2 separate regions of the Sus scrofa genome follow, and region 2 is linked to region 1. Evidence: chromatin contacts called from public Hi-C data. All regions are on one chromosome and are shown on one strand. Each heading gives the region's core, a stretch centred on a gene start, on an enhancer-like site or on the middle of the called end of the contact. The rest is flanking DNA. Distances are from core to core; before and after follow the strand shown. Region 1 has its middle 160 kb from the start of NRIP1. Region 2 overlaps NRIP1 (nuclear receptor-interacting protein 1).

Evidence for each region. Hi-C and Micro-C count contacts between places; a contact is called where the count stands out from the background.
Region 2: a Hi-C map of liver shows a contact between it and region 1, with 6 times the contacts expected there. The contact joins two enhancer-like sites. A contact is called at or near these places in 4 of 47 Hi-C or Micro-C datasets (embryonic fibroblasts, liver and skeletal muscle) and 1 of 2 datasets of contacts at active chromatin or transcription factors (alveolar macrophages).

Annotation. Positions count from the first base shown.
Region 1 is chr13:179,752,063-179,755,079 of Sscrofa11.1, reverse strand. No RefSeq gene overlaps it. Among named protein-coding and RNA genes, the nearest start is that of NRIP1, 160 kb to the left of the region's middle. Within about 2 kb of position 1,734, at least 8 of the 83 cell types and tissues checked have an H3K27ac peak or open chromatin away from gene starts, as enhancers often do. A contact at or near this core is called in liver, where this site is marked.
Region 2 is chr13:179,840,725-179,843,508 of Sscrofa11.1, reverse strand. All of the region lies in intron 2 of NRIP1 (nuclear receptor-interacting protein 1), which reads left to right. Among named protein-coding and RNA genes, the nearest start is that of NRIP1, 74 kb to the left of the region's middle. Within about 2 kb of position 1,253, at least 13 of the 83 cell types and tissues checked have an H3K27ac peak or open chromatin away from gene starts, as enhancers often do. A contact at or near this core is called in liver, where this site is marked.

The DNA of each region.
Region 1 (3,017 bases), core at 485-2,984:
TGAATATAACAGCTTAAGTGTCTGAGCAGTGTCCAGATGCCATTCACCTCCTGATGTAATACCTGATTTTCCCTGGAGACTCTTCTAAATGCAGTGACTTCCTTTTGGTCAACATCCTAATCAATATGATCACGTCTCTCAGATTGCATCCTTGACTTTGAAGTCACACTTTGACTCACAAGGAATTTCCACCCTTCTTTACAGCTGTTGAGAGGGGAGTCCTAAGAAGAGGAAGTAGCCCCATGTGTTCTCCCCGCTTCCTTCCTGGCTTGTCATTCCTGGGTCTGGGTCATCCAGCTGCATCCAGGAGTCCCAGAGGATGTTGTGAAAATTACTTCAAGTGTAAATGGGTCTAGGTCACAATTTCTTCAGAGCTGTATCTTCTAGTTTTAGTTTGTGTTAAAATTAATCAGAAAGTCGAAGAACTTAACTGACATCAGTGAAAAGTCTTTATTATGCATGTGTTCATTGTAAACCTTTATTTCAAGGTTCTCACTATTTTCTCTACTTTTCTCATTAAGCTGTCCAAAAATTATTAAGGTAGAAAAATATTTGGATAAATTATGACACAGGTGATTTCTTAAAAGATTTTTGGAGCAAATGTTCATTCACAGAATGGACTTTTTATTTATTATTTTTTTTAAGGAAAAGCATTCTCAAAGAGTATACATTGAAAAAAAGTAGACACATATATTATTTACTTTATTAGAAAAGGACACTTTGGGGGTACATACCATAACAGTCTAATGGTGATTCAGGGAGTTTTTCTAAGCAAATTGATTGGATTAGGTTAGTATTTAGTTGGCTCTTCCATACTTCTTAAATTTGCCATTTTTATTTTAAGAAAGCTAGTCTTATCCTTATTAAATGTAGCCGTCCCTTGGCATCTATGGGGCTTTCAGGAATTTTTTTTTCTGAATATTTTTGATCTATGGTTGGTTGAATCTGAAGATGTGGAACCTGCAGAGATGGAGGGTCAACTGTACATATTTAGGGCTCTACCACTGTTCTCATGGCTCCATTTTTGAACTTTAACATTTGAAGTTTTCAAATATAGTCCATTCCTTATTCCCAGGAGGTTCATTGTGTTCATTCATCCATTTCTCTATTTTCTCCACATCCCTCTTCATTTTCAGCAAACCTCTTAATTCCACAGTCCTTTAAATCTTTCTGATTTAAACCACACTTGAACTGTTTTTGAGCAAAACAAACAAATGTAAATCATGTAGAATTCATTGTAAAAATTGCCTTAAGATGAGACTGTAAACACAATTATTTAAAAAATATCTTAGATCTAACTTTTCCAGATAAGCCAATCTCAGGGCAGAGATAGGTTAGGAAAAAGCTTTACCGACTGCTCTTTCTCTGAGATTCAAAAAAATAAGTTCTGATGTTCAATTCCAAGTCAAGTGATAAAGATCAAAGACATTTTATTACAATATTTTTATTTTTATTGAACAGATTCACTTTGGATCTTAGCTTGCATTTGGAATGTTTACCTTTTAATAAGTGATCTGTTTAAATGTGGATCAGAGAACAAGGGTTTCTGTTTTACAGTTCAACTTTTGACCTTGGGGGATGAATGGGTGGAGGCTCAGAGGAAAAGTCCACTGTGTTTTTACTGAACTTTTTACCCTTAAAAAAAAAATGAGCAAGTTTAAAGTTCACACAGTGCACAAGAGGTCTCCACTGGGGATTTCTGGTATTATTAACTTCCTGACCTCAGATAATTAAAAAGAAAGAGCAGAGCCACCTCAGACTATGACTCAACTTTGAACTTTTAACCTCCCAAGTAAAGTATTTAAATTGTAAATGGTAGACTCTGGAAGCTTTCTTATTGCTATTAACTTCTTTCATCCTTGGTCATGAAGTTATAATTTAGGCCAAAAGCAGAGCCCGATCTTTCCTTTTTATTTACTTAACCTCTTTTAGCAGAAAGGACTGAGAACACCATTTACCTAGAAATGACAGGTATTCTGGTGAAAGGAGTTAAGCTTAAAGGGTCATTGAATTTTGGAACTAGAAGTAACTATATGATCTGTCCAGGCTCCTCAGCTGTGAAAGGGAGTACCGAGAACCAGGGAGGTGAGTGACTTCCTTGAGGTTAGACACTTAACAGGAGAACAAAAGAGCATCCCTGATTCTTTCGCTGTGTTTGCTTCTGTAGTAGAGGGATGCAGCATAGAGGTCTAGAGGATCCGTAGCTTTTATTTTTATGTTAAAATTCATAAAATAGGGAATTCAGAAGCCTAGGTCCTAAGTGACCCCTTCACTCTGATGGTTGGTATAACCTCAGGAACACATTTAACTTTTCCAAGTCGTGATTTGCTTGGTTGTCAAATGGAATGTAGTTGGGGGGAGGTAATAATCATTCAAGATCTTTTGTGTTATGACAGTTTTTGGTTCAGCAGTCTTCTTGCCTTAAGAATTCTTGCTATGATTCATACACAAACACTGTATAGATACACCATTCTTAGCAACAGCTGGGTTTTCTTAACATGGAGGATAGAGCTAGATTTGAGGGTAATTGGTTACATGACACTGGCTTGACCGTGATGATGAGACTCTCCTTACTTTAAGACAAAAATCCCAAAGGAAGAGGAGGAAATCATGTAGAGAGATGTGAAGAACAGAGGGGAGAAGAACAAAAGAACTAGGACAAAGAAAGGAGGGATGACCAGGAGAACAGGCTTTGGAAAGGAGGGTGGCAAAGAGATGGTAGCCCTGTCAGGTGGATGAGGACCCCGCCAGTGCTTGTGATGCTGAGAAAGCCGATGCATGCATTGTGAATCTGCGGGAGCCACATGCTCTTAACACTGAAGCTGAGATAGGCAACTCTCCCTGGCACTGGTGCAACACGCAGCGTGTGGAAGAGTCAGTCATCCTGGTCCGCTCTTCCCTCCTGCGATTCGCTAACACCTTTATTGCCTCCAGTTAGTTACTCACACCACTCTCATTCCCATCTGTCAAGGAGAGTTCCCTTCCAACATTCTGTCCTTCTTTTCTTGTACAAAAGA
Region 2 (2,784 bases), core at 4-2,503, 89 kb before region 1:
GGATTGTGTGGGTGAAAGGGGAGAAGGACACTGAGCAGAAAGTTCTGTCAAGAACTTTTTATTCTTTTTATTCTACGTCACATTATTTTTCCCATGGTTATGTCTTAGTCATATCCTCATGTGTAATGGCAAGGATTTAAATATAAAACACATTATTCATTTTATATAAATGCTATAATTGAAAGCACAGTAAGTACCAAAATAATAAAGCAAAATATAGAGTAAATATTGATATAAGAACTTAAGTGATGGTGGAATTGAACAAACAGAGAGGTATGGCATATATGTGCCAGTCCCTATATCTTTTTTATCTAAAAAGGAAAGGAAAGAGGAAAGGGAAGGAAAAGAGAAAGAAAGGAAAGAAAGGAAGGAAGGAAGGAAGGAAGAAAGAAAGAAAGAAAGAAAGAAAGAAAGAAAGAAAGAAAGAAAGAAAGAAAGAAAGAAAAACAGAAAGAAAGAAAGGAAGAGAAGAAGGGAGAGAGAAGGGAGAGAAAAGGAGAGAAAGAGAGAAAGGGAGAGAGAAGGAGAGAAGGAATGATGTATATAACGGAGATTCTCACAAAGCTAAAGTATTTAAATTTTTGATGTTAAAATGTTTTAATTTTATTAAATAACGTTCATAGTAGGTAGTAGTAGTTGTTTCTAATGATCTCAGTTGCCAAAGTAAAAATTACCCGGAAGCATTTTTAGTCCAGTAAAGTGAAGTCAGAAAGACACTGACCTATGTTACCAGCACTGTTCTTCCTGCTTCTTCTCCAGCCCATAGAGCCTCTTCTAAAGCCTCCTTTCTACCCCGCAGCCCAATCTGTATCTGAGTATCAGGTGCCGAGGCAAATCACGCGGACTCTCCCTGCTCCTGGACTGAGTATGCCCGAGACCTGGACAGCAGCACAGCCTGTCTCAGATGGGCAGTTACTGGCTACAGTTCCTGAGGTTTTTACTTCAGACATTTGCCGTGTATACTGATGAGCAAAGGAGACGTTATAGAGAGGTATGGGTGGCAGTTTCACAGTCAAAATGAAACCATTTAAAGTGAGTAGCCTACCAGTGGTGTGCCAGTAGCTTCATCTCCCTAGTTGAAAAATGTATTTTAATGTTACATGTTACTATTTGAAGACATAGAAATTCTTCAGGTACAGTGTGCATTTTCTTATTGTTTTGCTCATTAATCCCTTGGGGTGGGAACCAATGGGGTTCCTTGGCTTCTTCCCTTTACACTGTGACCACTCTTCTCTCTGTCCATGGATAGGGTCTGTAAGTGATATTCTCTGCCACAGACTGACTAAAATCCTCAATCTAGAAAGCTTTGTGTTCTGGGCTGTTCCAGGAAGCATGATGTCATGATAATTTTACCATTTTTGGCAAGTCAAGTCAGAGTTCACAAAGCAAGGCAGCACTTTTACCTAGGCAGCACCTAAAGAACATAATTATTAATTAAGTGATAAATGATTCCTCTAAATAGACTTTGTATATAAAATATATTTTATAAGTAATTCTGTTTAAAATAGAAAATATATCTATAGGTTTTGTGATCAAAGTTTGATGTATGAATTGATGCCCATTACTGATAATTTTGTTATACTCATGGTCTGCTTCTGCCTGGTAAAAAAAGTTCCTTTTCTTCCCCCTTTTTTTTTTGGCTGGGGGAGGGGGAGGCACGCCCACAGCATGTGCAAGTTTCCCAGGCCAGGGATCTAAGTCCCACCACAGCACTGACCCAAGCCACAGCACTGACCCAAGCCACAGCACTGATGCCAGATCCTTAACCCACCAGACCACCAGAGAATTGTGGAAGTTCAGTTTTCACTGATACTTAATTTATTTGTTTTTCCCTTTTCCTTGGTAATTGAGAAATTAGTGGACATTCTAGGATAGGACAATTCTGGTATTTCATTCAAACCTATTTAAGTGATCAAAAATAATTTTGCAAAATGAAAAACTGATAATGGGTGCATATACATGTATCATAATTTGAAAATTATATAAAGCTACAGCAGGTGTGATGCTTGATTTAACAAGGAAAGCTTTTATATTACACATTTACCCCAACAGTATTTTATGTATCCTTAAAAATAATTTCTTGGTCAGAATGCTTCAGTAAGGACATTCACCACATAACTCTTGACTTTATAAACGTAATTTAAGATAAATTCAATATATTGTTTGAACAGCTGAAACAAAAGGCATGGTTTTGTTAGATAATTACACTGTTGAATAATAAACTCCATTAAGAATCACTTTGTTGCTCTTATTGATAAGCAGAGTTTCTTCCTATATGTATACTTTGAAAATTATTGCAGAAGATTAGGATGCATTGTAAAATTTTTCTGATTCAACCTATTTTTAGCACTTAAATCTATGGATTTGGGAAGAAGTGACCCAAGATACTAAAAAATAGACAATTCCTATTTTAAGTGGTACAAAGGCTTGGAAGTGTTGGGGAGCATGGTTGAGTCAGGAACCTGCAAGTTAAATTGATTTCAGAATTGTCACTTGGCAAGGATCAGTTAGAACAAATGAATAAATAAATATGCAGGCCTACAGACATACACAACTCATGATTCTGAAACATATATACACTGATTTTCTATCCTACTCTTTGATCTAATGCAACATTCTTAATAGAACGTACTTTGTAAAAAAAAGTACATGAAGATCTTGTCCTCAAAGATGGGGAACATTTTAAGAACAGGGTGTACCCTGTGAGTAAATGCAGTGTGTCTAGTAAGTATACTAAAAACCCCAGGAGCTTTGATCTAATGCCAGCTGTTTCATCAGTTCTGT